Linked DNA regions of Mus musculus: all the other regions are linked to region 1. The links are chromatin contacts, called in public promoter capture Hi-C maps. All regions are on one chromosome and are shown on one strand. Each heading gives the region's core, a stretch centred on a gene start, on an enhancer-like site or on the middle of the called end of the contact. The rest is flanking DNA. Distances are from core to core; before and after follow the strand shown. Region 1 holds the start of Elk4 (ELK4, member of ETS oncogene family). Region 2 holds the start of Cyb5r1 (cytochrome b5 reductase 1). Region 3 holds the start of Tmem183a (transmembrane protein 183A). Region 4 holds the start of Btg2 (BTG anti-proliferation factor 2).

Region 1 (2,532 bases), core at 17-2,516:
CAAATATATAATGGTGTCCCAAAAGTTAAGACAATATTTCCCCCCCAAAAATGTAACAAACTCCACGTAAGCAGTTTCCATTTTAAAATAAAACCAAAGATCAAAGAACAAAGAGTTCCTACAAGGAAAAGTTGAATCATACTCTTTTAAAAACACCACTCCTAGCCGGAAATACAGAAGCCCCACGTTCTGTGCATGGGGGGGAAGAGAGAAGAGCTCTGACCTTAGAACGGCAGCCATTCTACTGAAAGACTCTTACTTAAATGACCTAACCTTCACATTGCAAGGGCTCGAGAAAATGCCAACCGTGTCTTCTGAGTTCACCCAACAAATTCCCCCTTATTTCCTTGCCGATGCCCGTTAAAACTCCTCCCCTCAAAGATGTTTCCAATGCTTTTCCGAGGAAAAGCTTGCCACAGCTGTACAGGAAGCGAGGAGGACTGATGAAAAGTAGAGAAAGAAAAACCTGTGGCCGGATGGACAGCGAGCTTGGGGAAGGGAAGAATGCGGCGTGAGGCCGCGCGCCCCGAGATCAAAGTGCGGGGAGACGCAGACCTCCGGCCCGTGGGCGAGCCAAGAAAGCACTTTCACTTTCCAACTTCCTGCCACTCCGGCAAGTTAAAACCGTTCCCCTCTGCCCCACCCAGGCAACAAAAAACCGCTGCCACCTTCCGCCCAAGGGACTTCTCACGACCCACCGAGGTGCGGGCAAGGCGGAGGGGGCGCTCCGGCGAGCACCTGAGCTCCACCGAGCTGCTCCCCCAAGGAGAGCGCGCCAGCGGGCCCCGCCCACCCACCAGGTCCCACCCTCCCGCCACCAAGCTCCGCCCCTCCCTCCGCCCGGTGCACTTCCTGCCGCGCCCGCAACCTCCGCCCGGCCCGCGCGGAAACCTGGCTGAGGGGCGGTGGTGCGAGACCCCGACGGGGCGTGGGCGTGCTGCTCACCAGGCAGGGCACGGGACTCCTCGGCCTTGAACGCGGTGCGAGACTCTGTCGCCCACCGCTCCTCACACTCGGACCTCAAAGACCGCGCGGCGAACAGTGGCGACCCCCGCGCCGGGGCCCGAGAAAGCGGCGGCCGAGCCGAGCCAGCCGCGTGCCCGCAGCCGCCCGCATCTCCCGCTGCCGCAGGTCTCGAGCCCCGCCCTCGCACACGCGGCCGGGACGGCGAAGTGGCTATAGTTAAGCTGCCACTCGCCGTGCGTGCGCTCGACGTTCTTCACTACGGCCGCCGTCTCCCGTCGTTCCGCGGCCTCCGCCACTCTCAAACCCCCCCCCCCCGGCACTGCCGGGGCCCTTCCTCGACGCCGAAGCAGCGCGAGCGTCACTTCCGGGGGAGGGGCCGGGCCCCAAAGCCAGTGTTTTGTTTCTGGCCCGGGGCTCCCGTACGTACCCTGTTAGTCCGTCCCGTGCACTCGCTCCGGGGACTCCTGCTCTGCCGGACATTCGTACTTCCTCGCAGGCCCAAAGTCCTGCTTAGGGCTCTCGGGGTAGCAATCTGGGCCCAGGGCTGTGGCGGCGGAGCTGACGTGTGAGGACGACGCCCACTGGTTTACATTGCGAGCTACCACCACCACTTGATCAGAATCATTGACGAATGGTCTCTCTAGAATGGGAAAAGCTTTCCCCCTTACCAACTTAGCTTGGTCCAGAGCTTTAACTTTCTTTCTTTCTTTTCTTTTTTCTTTTTCTTTCTTTTTTTTTTTTTTTTTGGTTTAGAAACAGTATTTTAACACGTAGCTCTAGCTGTTCTGAACTCATAGGAGATCCTTCTGCTTCAACTCCTGGCCCCAAGTGGTGGGATTACAGATATTTACAGATGTGCACCACCACGTCCAGTCTAAGTGACTTTACTTAAGAATCCGAAACACCCAATTCATTGCCTGTAAAGTCACTGTGAAAACCTAATTTTCAAAACTTGCAACATCCAAAGAAGGGATGCAGAAATCAACACCCAATTCCAAGGTTCACAAGTGTTCGCAGCTGAGGCAATTGAGCGTTCCATTTTGTCTCCCTGCCCCACTAAACGAATGAGTGTGTTGTTTGTTTACTTAGGCTTTTTGAGACAGTTTCTGTACTTAAAGCTCTCATGGGATTGACTGTGCCACTCAATTTGGGGTTGGACTCTCAGCAACCCTGTCTCAGTATCAACATTATGAGGATGTTAAGCGTAAGCTGGTTCTTACAAATGTGATTTGTGTTTGGAAGCAAGGTCTCATGAAGTCCGAGCTGAGGTTGACTTTGAACTCCTGATCCTGTTTCCTCCACCTCCCAAGTGATGAATTTACAGGCTTTTAACACCAAGCTCAGTTTCATATATATATAGCTATAGATATCTATATAGATATATAGATACAGATATCTATATATATAATTTTTTCTTTGATAATTTCATACATGCATACAATATATTTTAAACATAGTCCCCCTCCCTCACCTTTCTGACTCCTCCCAGATCCCCCTATGTGCCCTCTTTTTCATTGTTTCTTAACCCAGTGAGTCCAGTTAGTATTGCCCATATATGCCTGGATG
Region 2 (2,532 bases), core at 23-2,522, 2.4 Mb before region 1:
TGCTTACCTGGGAACCATGGAGAGAGACACATAAGCTGCAGTCCCACTGAGAGGACCCCTCCGCAGTATCTCCTGCCTCCTCCCACCTTTGAAACTCCCTACTGCCAGGGCCTTAGCAGCAGCAGGTAAGCAGAGGATTTGCATAATGGAAAATTAGTGTTTTCTGGGATAGGAGGCGGGTTATAATAAGTCCTAAGGAAAGAGAGAAGCCTGGAGGTTAGAGATGCGTAGGGGCACAGAAGCCACACCCTAAAAGAGTGGTCCCTCATGGGCTGAAGGATTGACAGAAGGGCAATGGTTTTTCTTAGCAGGAAAACCACCTAAGAAGTGACTCGCCCTCATACGATGCCAAGTAGAGAAGCCCACTCCCTTTTTTCTTACCCACAGGCAGCCCCAGAATGTGGTGGGCGGTGGGCAAGGCAAAGCGGAACCTCCTGGTGTTGTGGCTCACTGTCTAGAGGATAGATGACAAGATGTTTCATCAGGCAGGTCTGGCCTGCCAAGTCTTTTGGAGCAATCCAACCACTCTCGATGCTATCCCTCAAACTAAGTATCCACTCTCTGCCCTAGCCCACTTCTTCACAACTTACCGTCTTGTCTAGCAATCGCAGCAGGTACTTCTCATCCGGGTCCTGGAGAGTAACCTGCGGCCGGCGGGATCTTCGAACCAAGTAGGTACCCAGAGCCAGGCCGAGCAGAGTAAGCAGCCCCACCCCCAGAGAGGCTAGCAAGACCGGGCTCTGTGGATAGAGGAGGAAGCGTGATCGCCACGCTGAGGAAGTGCCAGGGTGTGGGTGGAGGACCAGGAGTAGCGATCCTGAGCTCCAGCGAGAAAGCATGCCAAAACCTCAGAAGCAAGCGGAGCAGTGAACTCAGCCCGCAGCTCGTGCAGCGAGACTCCAGCATCCAAGGTGGGTATGGCACAGCCCCGCGGGGCAGACTGCCCAGAACCAGCTGAGGCGGTGACCCCGGGCTCAGGGCACAGAACGAGGGTCTTACCGGCTGGATCCCCATGACCTAGAGGTGCGTCCCGCTCCGGTGGGGCGGAAAGATCCCACAATGCGCCGCGGGGCGGGCCCGGAGGCGGAGCTCTCCGGGGCGTGGTCTATGGAGGAGGGCCTGACTGAGGCAGGACTAGCGGGGACTATGCCCCCCCCTCTTCCGTGCGGAGTAGGTGGTCCAAGGGCGTGGGTATCTTGGCCGTCTCAGGCCCTCCTTTTGAGAGCTTTCTTCTCTCTGCAACTTAGACCTACCCCAAAGGATGACAGTTTTGTCTGACATGGAGCCAGGCTAATTAGCATGATGAGAAATCTCGCCGGTCTGAGAGTCTCACGGAGAGTGGAATGTTGAGCCACGCACAGGCTTAAAATAGAACAGGAAGCTTTCAGATGAAAGTTCTTGTTTTTTTTTTTTTTTTCTTCCCCAAACAGGCTACTTTGCCAGACAATTGAAATGCCTAGCTGTTGTGTCCGGCCAGCAGACCACAACCTGGGTTCTAGCCTGGAAAGGCATTTTGGAAACCTGGAAGAGAAGAGGGGCTAGGTGGCGAGAGAAAAGAATGTAGCCAAGACAGTTACTCTGATCAAGGCTCAAATTTTATTGTTGCGACACTAGTTATGAAGGAAGGGGGAGGGGACCCGATTCCCGCCGAATAATCTCGGGTCCAGTAGAAAGGTGCACGTGTGTGGCTCCTCAGGTTCCAGCAGTGGGCGTGGTAGAACGAATGAGCAGGAAGCTCCACCCCGAGCAAGCAGGTTTCAGGCTGGGGGAGGGGAGACTACATCTCCTCCCTTTTATTAACAAAATTAAAAAAAAAAGAAAAAGCTGGCCTGAGGGGGGAAAATTATCTATGCTCAATAGTTCTGCCTGGAATCTAGGGCTAAAAAAAAACTTGCTTCACTGGGATTCTATAACCTTTCTTATGGTAAACTGTATCTGGCTTAAGACTGTCCTTTCTTATCTTAGTGAACAACTAACTGAAAAGCCTGGAGCTGTAGGCTCTGACTTTATAATGCTAATTAGTACTTGGTAGGTAACTTTCTAGTTGAATTTTAAGTAGGGCGTTGGAACTTTGGCTAAGTTTGACTGAACAAATGTGAAATACACTATAATAACACTAAGTTGATATTTCTCCGCTTTTTTGGATGATAGGTGGGAAACAGGGAGAAGGAGTGACCGGCTCTTGTAGTACAAGGCCAATTGGCCTTTTTATTTGGGTGGGAGGCAGTGAAGGGCTTGCCCTTTCAATAGTACGTCTCCAATCTCTCTCCCCCCTATTAATTAAGTTAAATAAGGCAACGCTTAACTGAGGTGATCAAATGATTTTCTCATCCGTAGATGAGTGGGCTTTTAACCTTGGCTTGGGTGGACATGGACCCGATTCCTCCCGTGGGTAAAACCCACACATGTGGCTCTTGGTACCTTTTGGGGAGGCGAGGTAGAGCCGGAGAATATTTTTTATTTTTAACCAAAATTTGGTACCAACCTCTTTCAAACCGGGTTTATCTCACAGGAAACTCAGAAATGGTCAAG
Region 3 (2,532 bases), core at 13-2,512, 2.4 Mb before region 1:
TTAAGATTTTTTTCAATCAAAATTTGAAAGAGAAATTTTTTTGGTGTAACTAGCATGTTTTTCATTCCAAAGGATTAAAATGAGAGAACATTTCAGCTAAAATCCTTATGTTTTTAAAGCAGTTAGTGGTTTATTAATAGGGCCTGAGTCTCTTGCATCTTTGATTCCCTTTGGACTCCTGGGTGTGAGTATTAAAGAGTGTCACATGAGCAGAGATCTACATGCATGAAAGCCTCATTAAATTTTTACTGGTAACGTGAGATGAGAAGGCTCTGTGCTGACCAGCTGTATTTTGAACTCAACTACAGACATTAATTATGTATACATGGAAAATTATTTAGAACAATTATAGGCTGTTAGACCTTTGCTTCCTGTTATAATTCTAGATAAATTAGAGCATGATTATAACCAATTATGTTGTTTCAGTTATCATTCCCAAGTGATCCAAGCCTTATTCTATGATCCCTGGTGGTAGACTGTTTCATAATTCTAGTAAGTTATGTGGTTTGCTCTTTATGAACTTCTGTGCACAGTACTAGGTAGAATAAAATGGAGACCCCTTTGAGGTGTCTTATAGGGCACTCTCTGAGTAGATCTAGCCAGTTGGGTTGCCTGGGTCAAAAGGACTGTTTCTTAAGCCAGGGACTGTTAACACTTTGGGAGCTGAAAGGGAATTAGAAGAAAAAAAGACACAACACGGGACTTCTCTTTTAATACAAAGGAATTATATGTTCTCATCTATCCTTCTAGAATTTGCTCGGATGATGGTGATGGGAAACCTTTTAAGAATCTCTTCTACTTTGAGAATTCAGACATTTACTCATTTTTCAGGCAGCATCTCTTGTAGCCCAGCTGGCTACGAACCGAGGATGACTCTCACCTTCTGATCCTTTCTCTGTGTTGGGATTACAGGAGTTAGCCACTGATCTGCAGAGAGAATTTCAAAGCCTTTGTAAGCAAAATTATAGCGACCGCTTTGATATTTACGTTCAGGTTACTTGACGTAAGTGGGAAAGAGAGAATGACGAAAACAAGATATATGCAATCTAGATGCTGAAGTGGACCACGATGTAAATTATTAGTTCTAAAGAACGCGGTCTGGAGGACCAAACGCCCCAGAGAAGACGGTGATGAAGACGGTGACAACGCACTCCCCGTCCTACAGCCCGCTCCGCTTTGGGAACCTGGCCTCCGCTGCGGCTGAGGGCGCCGGGTGATGACGTCACCGGGCCCCGGAGGCGATTGGCTCCCCGAGAGGGGCGTCGGCAATCAACGGGACCCAGAGCCCTCGCCGAAGTCCTCGCGATAGCCGCGGCCTCGGTGCGGGGATGGCCGCAGAGCCGGGTGGAGGTGCTCTGCGGCTCCGGGAGCCGGCTCTCGGGGCCGAGACATGGCCCGGGGCTCCGGCCAGCTAGGCGGGCCTCATCGGGACACCGTCACCATGCCCAAGAGAGGAAAGCGGCTCAAGTTCCGGGCCCACGACGCCTGCTCGGGCCGAGGTGGGCGAGGGGCGGGGCCGGGCTGGGCGGCCAAGGCGGGCTGGGCGGCCGGGGCGGGCGCGGCGGGACCCGGCGGGGAGCGGTGGCGGAGACTTTGCCTCGAGTCTGAGGAGGCCTTGGCGCTTTGCTCTGTTTCAGTGACCGTGGCGGACTATGCCAACTCGGATCCGGCGGTGGTGAGGTCTGGACGGGTCAAGAAAGCCGTGGCCAACGCTATTCAGCAGGAAGGTAGGCTTTCGTGGGTCTTTTTAGGCCCAAGCTTTTAAGAGACAGCATTGGGTGTTGTATTTACCTGGAATTGCGTCCCGGTGTTTTTTCTACTGACCTTTGGGTCATGAACGTGTTTGCTCTTCCCACTGTTTACTTTCTCGTTTCGTATCCTGGATGGGATGGGTGTGTGTAGCCAGGATCAGCAGGTTCCGGAGCCGAAATGGTTTTGTTTCCTCTTTGAGTTAAAACCAACTTTGTGACCAGCTGCGGTGGGCATTCCTTTAATCTCAGCATTGGGGAGGCAGAGACAGGTGGATCTCTGTGAGTTTAAGGCTAGCCTGGTTTACCTAGCAAGTGTGAGGTCCTGTCTCAGAAGAACCACCAAACCAAAACAAGAACAAAATCCCACACAACTTTTTGTACTCGTTAATTTCCACTGCCACTCCTTGATACCAGTCCCCCCCCCCTTTTTTTTTTTGGTAGTTTGTGCATATTTTACCATGCAGTTGACTTCCATTTCTTTGGCATATTGGGTTTTTTGTTTTTTTTTTTGTTATGTTTGTCTTGCTTTCAAGATTTTTGCAGATGGGACCAAGTGCGTTTCATTCTCTCCTTGTTTCCTCCTAGTAAAATCTCTTTGTGGCTTGGAAGCGTCCCAGGTTCCTGCCGAGGAGGCTCTTTCCGGGGTGGGTGAGCCATGTGACATCCTGGACAGCAGTGATGAGATGGATGCCCAGGAAGAAAGCACTCAGGAAAGATCAGTCTCCAGAAAAAAGAAGAGCAAGAGACATAAAGGTACGGGTTGCTTTCCTGAGCACTGAGC
Region 4 (2,532 bases), core at 23-2,522, 2.1 Mb before region 1:
GAAGCAAAAAGAGGGTCTGGGTGCTATAGGGACAGTGATCAGTAGCTTTGTCTGAAAGGGGGAACAGGGAGGGAGGTAGCTTTAGAGGGAGCACTAGACATTTAGAGGGAGGGATAGAGCATGTGGGAAAAGGGACAGAAGTATTGATGGGAAGTCCACTGAAGAAAAACAAGCAGCAAAACAGACAGTGGAGAGAAAAGGGAAGAGGGAAATGGGGTAGGGTGGATACAGAGGATCCAGGTAGGGAAGCTGGTGGCTCAGACCAGGGATACAGGGAGAGAAGCCTGGCTTAGAACTCAGGGAAAACAGGATTTTACACAAGCCATGGCGCTAAATTCAGGCCCCATCCTGTGCAGGGCTCAGAGATGTGGGTGACAAGTTGCCCCACTCAGTAGTCTGCCTAGCTTCCTGGCACCAGTCCCTGAGCCCCTGCGTGTAGACAAGCCAGACCTGAAGCCTTTCCTCTGGGGAGCTAGTGTTTACAAAAGCCTCAGTGCACAAAAAGGAAGGAAAACAATCAGGGAAGAGGGAGGGGCAGGGAACTGATGGAAAACTTTGTACAATTCACACCAGATTACTTAAACACACACACACACACACACACACACACACACACACACACACACACACACACACACACAGACACTGCCATTTAAAGGAAAGTGAGTGCTGGAAAAATAACCCTACGGACAGAAAATACTCTCCTCGACACTCCTCCCACCAAACAGTGAGAGCTGATTACTTTTAGGCAATTACAGAAGAGGAAGAGCAGAATTTGTTGGGGGAGGTGGAATTATTATGGAAGCAAAAAGAATACAATCCCCATTGCTGAAAACACGAGGAACCCGTTTTGATCAGCTGGGGGGATGAGTGGCAGAGATGTTCAGGTAGGGGGGTGAACGGCTCTGTCAGTGTCTGTCAGGAGACATGGGAGAAATAACATCGGCGAGGGCATCCTGGAGGAGGCAGCAGGCAACCTGGGTTTTGGCGCTGTGCAGAGACGACGTCCGGGCATGCCCGGTGTAGCGCGCTTCCTCTGCCCAGGTCCAAGGCCCTCTCCCGCCTGCCTCCCACAGCACGGGAGTCCGGTGCTTGTTCCCAATAATGACGTCAGTGAGCGATGACCTCAGCGCCTGGGAGGCGCGGGCGAGCTGGCGGGCGGGGCGGAGAGGGGCGGGCGCAGGCGGAGGGGAGAGGCGAGACACCGGAGGGGCACGCCCCCATCCGCCAGCGTCGGCCAATGGGCGCCACCGACGGCTCCCCGCCTCCCCGAGTGGTATGAAAGGCGCAGCCCGGGGAAAGTCCGGGCAGAGCCCGAGAGGTGGCCAGACCGTCATCATCGTTCTAATACAGCTACTTCCTCAGCCACCGGTATGAGCCACGGGAAGAGAACCGACATGCTCCCGGAGATCGCCGCCGCCGTGGGTTTCCTCTCCAGTCTCCTGAGGACTCGGGGCTGCGTGAGCGAGCAGAGACTCAAGGTTTTCAGTAGGGCGCTCCAGGACGCACTGACCGGTGAGCACACGTCGGGGTCTTGGAACCACTCGGGCGCGGCCACTTCTTGCCTGGGGTGTCTTTATCACTGTTCTGTGACGGGGACCCCTACGCGAACAACTCCGGGTCTCAGATGTCTTTCTCTAATTAATCTCTGAGGCCACTGATGGTCCTCTGTCCCTTCGGTTAAGTCCCCGTCTCCCAGCCCTCCAGTCCCCGCCTCGCTCCCGAGGCTCCGACCCTCTTCCTTGAGTACATTCTGAGACCCTGACAACACCATGAGAAAAGTCAGTGTGTGTGTGTATTCAGAGTCCGAGCTCACCCTTATCTCCGAATCTTGGAGAACAACAGACCCTCAGGGGATGTGAAGCCAGGCCAAGCTGTGCGACTTTTATGCGCAATTGAACTTTCTAGACAACTCTTGAGTCCTAGCCACTGTTGCTGTATAGTCCTGAGCCTGTCATCATACAGGCCCATTCTGCCGCGTGTTTACCCGCTGCAAGTTGTAATCTGGGCCCCCTTTGTATTTTTTCTTTTTTGGTCCCTCTTCACCATCTGCCACCTATTGTAGTACAGAAAAGAGCCTGGTAGCCTAGCCAACTGCGAGGGCGGGGAGGGGGTGTGTGTGTTATGGAGGCAGGGTGTGAGGGACGGAGGTGGAGGAGTGATAAGCCACCCTTTAGCCTCTGTCCGCAGCTGTTATAACTGGTTGGTTGCCTTGGGCTGCGATAGCCATCTCTCAACATGTTGGCACAGATCTGAGGACCAACAGCTGTTTCATCAAAACAAAACCATTTTTTATCCCCTTACCTTTGCTAAAGATCTCAAAACTCTTCTGATGCGGAAGGGATGAGAGGCCTTGTGACTTGTTGGGCAACCAACAACATTGGCCGCTTACCTACCGGCTTTGAAATTTCAGTGCCTTGGTCGTCAGAGGCCCTGCCGGTTCTTGCTAGCCCTTCCTGCCTTAAACAGGATTGTGCCAAAAATATCCATGACCACCATAGAGCATCTACCTGAAAGCTCTGGGGCTGCTTT

The links. Promoter capture Hi-C pulls out the DNA fragments that hold promoters and counts their contacts. Capture Hi-C pulls out chosen DNA fragments and counts their contacts.
Region 2: a contact with region 1 is called in a promoter capture Hi-C map of adipose tissue, with 6 times the contacts expected there. The contact joins the promoter of Cyb5r1 here to the promoter of Elk4 in region 1. A contact is called at or near these places in 2 of 39 promoter capture datasets (the C10 cell line and liver), 1 of 115 datasets of contacts at active chromatin or transcription factors (thymic regulatory T cells) and 1 of 9 other capture datasets (adipose tissue).
Region 3: a promoter capture Hi-C map of liver shows a contact between it and region 1, with 3 times the contacts expected there. The contact joins the promoter of Tmem183a here to the promoter of Elk4 in region 1. A contact is called at or near these places in 3 of 39 promoter capture datasets (the C10 cell line, embryonic stem cells and liver).
Region 4: a promoter capture Hi-C map of liver shows a contact between it and region 1, with 2.7 times the contacts expected there. The contact joins the promoter of Btg2 here to the promoter of Elk4 in region 1. A contact is called at or near these places in 3 of 39 promoter capture datasets (the C10 cell line, erythroid cells and pre-B cells), 1 of 484 Hi-C or Micro-C datasets (B cells), 2 of 115 datasets of contacts at active chromatin or transcription factors (large pre-B cells and thymic regulatory T cells) and 1 of 9 other capture datasets (liver).

The regions. Positions count from the first base shown.
Region 1 is chr1:132,006,354-132,008,885 of GRCm38.p6, reverse strand. It overlaps Elk4 (ELK4, member of ETS oncogene family), which reads right to left and starts at 1,266. Exons shown (of 5, transcript NM_007923.3): 1 at 946-1,266.
Region 2 is chr1:134,404,521-134,407,052 of GRCm38.p6, reverse strand. It overlaps Cyb5r1 (cytochrome b5 reductase 1), which reads right to left and starts at 1,272. Exons shown (of 9, transcript NM_028057.3): 1 at 1,000-1,272; 2 at 591-740; 3 at 382-454; 4 at 1-7. The coding sequence starts at 1,014.
Region 3 is chr1:134,360,729-134,363,260 of GRCm38.p6, reverse strand. Tmem183a (transmembrane protein 183A) reads left to right here and starts at 1,262. Exons shown (of 8, transcript NM_020588.2): 1 at 1,262-1,499; 2 at 1,638-1,727; 3 at 2,337-2,504. The coding sequence starts at 1,391.
Region 4 is chr1:134,077,895-134,080,426 of GRCm38.p6, reverse strand. It overlaps Btg2 (BTG anti-proliferation factor 2), which reads left to right and starts at 1,272. Exons shown (of 2, transcript NM_007570.2): 1 at 1,272-1,515. The coding sequence starts at 1,374.